2 separate regions of the Rattus norvegicus genome follow, and region 1 is linked to region 2. A link is a contact called in public Hi-C data. All regions are on one chromosome and are shown on one strand. The core of a region is the stretch at or near the end of the contact, and the rest is flanking DNA. Distances in the headings are between cores, read along the strand shown. Region 1 overlaps Atosa (atos homolog A). Region 2 overlaps Atosa (atos homolog A).

Evidence for each region. Hi-C and Micro-C count contacts between places; a contact is called where the count stands out from the background.
Region 1: a Hi-C map of liver shows a contact between it and region 2, with 2.6 times the contacts expected there. The contact joins two enhancer-like sites. A contact is called at or near these places in 4 of 12 Hi-C or Micro-C datasets (frontal cortex, liver and prefrontal cortex) and 1 of 1 datasets of contacts at active chromatin or transcription factors (oligodendrocytes).

The regions. Positions count from the first base shown.
Region 1 is chr8:84,624,820-84,627,690 of GRCr8, forward strand. All of the region lies in intron 2 of Atosa (atos homolog A), which reads left to right. Among named protein-coding and RNA genes, the nearest start is that of Arpp19, 34 kb to the right of the region's middle. Within about 2 kb of position 1,597, at least 6 of the 93 cell types and tissues checked have an H3K27ac peak or open chromatin away from gene starts, as enhancers often do. A contact at or near this core is called in liver, where this site is marked.
Region 2 is chr8:84,585,294-84,588,314 of GRCr8, forward strand. All of the region lies in intron 2 of Atosa (atos homolog A), which reads left to right. Among named protein-coding and RNA genes, the nearest start is that of Atosa, 11 kb to the left of the region's middle. Within about 2 kb of position 1,323, at least 3 of the 93 cell types and tissues checked have an H3K27ac peak or open chromatin away from gene starts, as enhancers often do. A contact at or near this core is called in liver, where this site is marked.

The DNA.
Region 1 (2,871 bases), core at 347-2,846, 40 kb after region 2:
ACACACACACACACACACACACACACACACAAAACCCTTCAAAAAACAAACAAACAAACAAAAAAGGAACAAGAGAACATCTAAATTCTTTAAGACTAGGTCTTGTTGATAGTTGTTCCAGAGAACTTTCTAGAACTCACACCATAAAAAATAAGTCAGAGTTGATAATTATAATAAATGTAAGCTTGGACAAATGACTTTAAAATTTCTTCTTCTCACCCACAAAGGAGAGAAGTAGTTTCCAGTGGTATTTATTTTAAATTTAATTGTTATGCTGTGCCACTTATGTGTATGGCAATATTCTAAAAAAATATTTTTACAAATAACCCTTGCAACTTCAGTCTGCAAGATGTTACAATCTTAGCTTAATTAAGTGGGAAGGTGGTTAGGAAGCTGACTCTGAAGGTTAAATACTTGGTCACAAATGTGTGGACCAGAGTTCAGAGCACCAACACCCTGGCAGGAAAGCTGGTGACCTGCCGGATGCTGGGTACTGACAGCCACCTGCAGAGCCAGTTCAAGAGGTGGAGACAGCAGATCCCTCGGGCGAGTTACATCCCCTCAATGGCAGAGCCTACTCAGAAAAAGTAGAGAGAAGCTGAGGAAGAAACCCAGCTCCACCTCCGTCCCCACACGCACCTTCACACACGTGAGCACTCATACACATGCAAAGATATAGAGATTAATGAGGGGAAAGCCAGAATAGAGGAGTTATGTATGGGGCTAGGGAGGTGACTCTGTAGTTTAGAGAGGACCAGAGTTTAGTTCCCAGAACCCGTGCTGGGTCAGTCACAACTGCTTGTAACCTCAGCTCCGGTGGAGCCAGCCTCCATTTCTGGCTTCTGCAGGCACCCGCACTTACCCTCACATGCCCACACAGATGTAACTTTAAAAATTAAATCTCTACGCTGTCCAGTGGTCCACGTGTCTTTAATTCCAGCACTTAGGGGCAGAGGTAGGTGGACCTCTATGAATTGAGGACAGCGTGGTTTACAGCGTGAATTCCAGGACAGCCTAGACTGCACAGAGAAACTGTGACTCAAACCAAAAGCAAAACAAATCCTAAAAGAAAAATAAAGCAAGAGTAAATCAATCCATGATGTTTATTATGGCTGTTTCTCATAATCATGTCTTGATAAAATTTTTAAGGTTTATATAATTTTTTTTCAAAAATACTAGTATTATGTGTGTACGTGCAGTGTGCATGAGAGAGAGGTTGTGTGTGTTTATGTGTGTGTGTGTGGGTGTGTGTGTGTGTGTGTGTGTGTGTGTACATGGTATATAGACAGAGGCTAGAGAACAAGTGTGGGTGGTTGTTTCTCTTTGTTCACATTTTGGTGGGCTCCAAGGATGCGGGATTAAGACGCTCACTGTGAGGAAGCAGAGGGTTCTGCATGCTACCGAGCTGTCAAGACAGTACTGGGTCAGTCCACCTGCAGTGTTGATTGGTTTCTTCAGCCTTTCTTTTTGCCTGGTCAGTGCTCCAAATTTTGGAGAGGGTTGTCTGTCCATGGAAAATGGTGTCATGGACCCATGTGGATGTGGAAGGCATGACTCTGGGTTGCATGCCAGTGTCTGGCAACAGCCATCACTGCGTCAGTGACTTATGCAAGCTCTGGGAAGAGAAGGAAGCCAGTAAAAGGGCAATGTGGAGAGCAGGTCGGAAAGAGGCCTTTTACAGATGAGACAGGGTGTCTTCACAAACCTGTGGGTAGATGAAAAGGAGAGGGGAAAGCACACCTGACGCATCAGAGAGAGAATGGAAGGACACGAGCTCTCTAGATAGGACTTTGTCTGGGATGGAGAGATCATGAGGGGAGCTGCGAATGCTGAGTTGACCTGGCACTCAGGCAGCATCCATATCAGAGCCCATGCCATCATCCAGCTAGAGCAGCTGGCTCTGTGACAGCTCTGGCCAAGTGTCAGGCTTGAGGGTCTATAAGTGGATCATCAGGAAGCCGACAGCTGAAGAAAAGAGATAACCAAACCTTTGTACCTGAGGATTCAGTCGAGCGGGTCTTCAGTAAAACAGATCTCCACTAAGGTGGGAGATGAACAGGGTCCCTCAGCCTCTACCACTGTGCTTGTAGTCTGACCACGAGCTAGGGCTGGTCTGCTGCTCTGGAGAGCCATGCTCTTGAGGTTCTGGACTGGAGCCCACTCCAACTAGAAAAGTAAGCAGCTTAGGCATAGCAAAAGCTCTAGACACTTGGGGAGATCCAGGGATGAAGCAGGCCACCTCAGCACTAGATATGCAAGGACTGGCTGCTGACAGTTCAGGGACAGTGTCTGAGGGCTTATTTGGAGGTTGAATTAGACTTTTTCAGGATTCTTTCAGCTCCAAGAGTCTGTGCATCTCTGCTCTTCAGAAGCAGCGGAGCTGGCTCATGGCCAGCAGACCCAGCATTTGGGAGGTAGAAGAGGGAAGACCAGAAAGTTAAGTATAGCCTTGACTATATACAATGAGTTTGAGGCCAGCCCAGACTAAATGAGGACTTGTCTTTTAAAAAAAAATAATTCTTGGGGCTGGGGATTTAGCTCAGTGGTAGAGCGCTTACCTAGGAAGCGCAAGGCCCTGGGTTCGGTCCCCAGCTCCGAAAAAAAAGAACCAAAAAAAAAAAATAATTCTTAAATCAACAGCAAAAACCTAACAAACAAACAAACAAACAAACAAAAGAAAGGAGAGGTAGAAGAGCTCAGGGGAAATCTTAGGGGAGATCACAAAGTGAGCAGTCTCTCTGACTGCACCAGAACCTGCCGTGCACACACATTGCTGCCTTTGCACCCTGAAAAAACCCCACACAGTTGGGCAGCACACAGCTCTGTGTCGACAAACGGAGGAGGAGTGTCCTTCCCAAGGCTGGCTGGACT
Region 2 (3,021 bases), core at 73-2,572:
CAAGTCCCAAACCTGTTTTCTCAACAAGAAAATGTGCTTGGCTCAGTCCTGGTTCTGAACTCAGGTGAAAGGGTGTGACAAAGGGCTCTGTAACACCGTGGAATGCTATAAACACTCCTGGTTTACCCTGAGGGTAGGATTGTTCCAAAGCAGAAGCTGACAGGCCAGTGTTCCCCAGCAGTCAGGTGCTTCACAGTTGGGGTCACTCTCCTAAGAGCAATTCACACATTTTAGAAAATGAATTACTCCCCATTCCCTGACTCAAGTTTTACCAAGTATAGAGTCATTTGGGTTGATAAATGCATATTTAGTTAAATTTTTTCTTTATTTTTAAAGTTTGAGACAGTGTCTTATTTAGCCCCCACCCTACCTTCCCACCCCCAGGCTGGCCTTGAGTTATCTTCACAGCCTTTACAGAGAGGCCTTGACCTTTGCTTCAGCCTCTGAAGTAGCTAGGGGTAATGGGCCTGCACTACAGGCTCAGCTTGGTTAGATGGTTCTCCAGGAGTATTAAACTGTGGCCCCATTTAGTCAGGTCAGTTGGATCCCCTCTTAGCTGTGTAATATGATATAACAGGAGTTAAGGACCTGAAATTTTTATGATCAAACCTGGATTGAAATTCTAGTGTCAAGGGATGGAGAGATGACTCAGTGGTCAAGAGCAGTTGCTACTCTTGCAGATGACCTGGGTTCAATTCTCAGCACCCACATGGTGGTGACTCAACTGTCTGTAACTCCCAGGCACTCACATGGGGTGTGTGTGTGTGTGTGTGTGTGTGTGTGTGTGTGTGTGTGTGTATACACACACATACATATATACATATATATGTACATACGTATGTATATTATATATGTATGTATATATATGTAATATATACATCGTATACACACACACACACACACACACACACATATATGTGTATTCACATATTCTAAAGTCAGTATTTGCCAGAACAAAATGACCTTATCTGAGTAATGGTTCTTGCTCTAACACTGTCAACCTGAAGACTTTTGGAAAGTGAGCTGAGAATGTGGCAATGGCAGGAACTGTATGCCTTACACAGGCAGGGGTGTGGGTTAGCCCACTTGGCTCGTGAGTTTCAAGACCCAGCTCATGTATGGTACAGGAAAGGATTTAAGGTTAGCTCTTGGTTTTTTTCCTTTTCCTCAGCTGATCTAACGAATTGAGTATATCAGGACTCTATTATAAAAACGACTTTTAACAGGAACAAGAGGCCAACAGACCTGGTGTCACATTGGTGTTAAGTGCACCATGCAAACTAGAAGTCGAAACCAGCATGAACTGGGGCAGACACCACAGGAAAGAGGAAGTAGTTAACTTGGGCTCATCCAGCTGTTTCTGGGTGGTGACGATCAGTTCAGAGTAACACTAGTTTAGAGAGAATGCAGAGAGATTGGCAGAGTGGAGGGCACTAGGAACTTGATAGAAAATACAGAATGATGAGTTATTGCCAGAACTGTGTTTTAATAATTGACAGCCTTACCTAGAATTCCACAGGACGTGGACCAGGCTCCTCTTATTCTCCAAGTCCAGAATTCAGACTTGTTTCATGGTGTTTTTGAATAATAGACAATGTCATTTAAATACTCTGTTGGGAGAGAAAGGCACAGAACGTTAATGGGAATTTCTATGTATCATTTTGTAATTTGTTAAGCTTTGTAATGTAAAATAAGATTCTCTGGTTCAGTTTTTTGGGTTTTTGTTGCTGTTGTTTTGTTTTTGTTTTGTCTTCTAAATGGGGATATTTATTCCTATAAGGTTATTTGTAGAATGAATGAAATTATATGATAAAAAAACTATATATGCATCAAAATCTAAGTGCTGTTTATTCTTTTTGTTTGCTTATTTTTCTAAAGCAAGGTCTTAGCAAGTATCCCAGTTGCCTTGAACTTTGAACCCAAAGCTATCATACTGCTTTTGTCTCCAGAGTGTTGGCATTACAGGTTTCACCACCACAGCTGGCACAAGCTATCAGTGGCTAAGCATTTATGCTTCTGTGTCACCCGTGCTTTTCCCAAACATACAAACAATGAAGTCAAGGCAGTGGTTATCTAGTGAGGAAAAGGCCAGAAGCATGGGTGCCAGCTCAGCAAGCCGTCTGATCCAGCTGTCACCTGAGAAGGGCGCCCACTTGCTGGAGTATAACTATGGAATGAATTTAGATTTTTGTGGTATTGGTTTAATGTTAACATACATATCTATTTCATCTGAAAATCCCAAATGAGTAGGAATCCCTTCAGTGTTTTGAGGTCTGCTAAGAAAGTTGTGGTTACACAGATAACGTGTGTGTGTTTAAGCATATCTACAACTCTGTCTTGTAGTTGTTTATCTTGTAGCAGCTTGCAGTCATCTGTATAGAGCTGATAGCTGGGTGAGGGTCTGAGCTGTGTCTCTGTCAAAGTGCGTTGACATGATTGATTGCAGCAGGGGAAATGGATTTAAAGGCACGGATGATCTTTAAGAAGCCACAGCAGCTATGTTGAGCTTTGAAAGACATGGATGGTGTGTATAGATGGACTTTTAAAATAACAGTTATGGGCTGAGATAACTCAAAGACCATTGTGAGCAGAGAGTCACGGTGGAGAGGTGCTTGTGGTTTGAATGAAAATGGTACCCTCAGGGAGTGACAGTATTTGAAAGGATTAAGAGGTGTGGCCTCGGAGGTAGTGTGTCACTGGGGTTATGCTTTGAGGTTTCTACCTCTCAGGCCAGGCCTAGTGACTCTTCTTGCCACCTATGGACTCTAATATGGAGCTCTCAGCTACTGCTCCAGCACCACATCTCCTGAGCGCTGCCATGCTTCCTGCTGACAATAATGTCCTAAACACTCTGAACTGTAAGCCAGCCCCAATTTTAATAGTTGCTATGCTCATAGTGTTTCTTCACAGCAACAGAGCACTGATTAAAACAAGGTAGAAGGCACATTCTTGGACTCAGGGTTAATTTAGGAATGGAAGAGATTTTTCAATATCAAACTAAGGACTTTGGACTTAATCTGT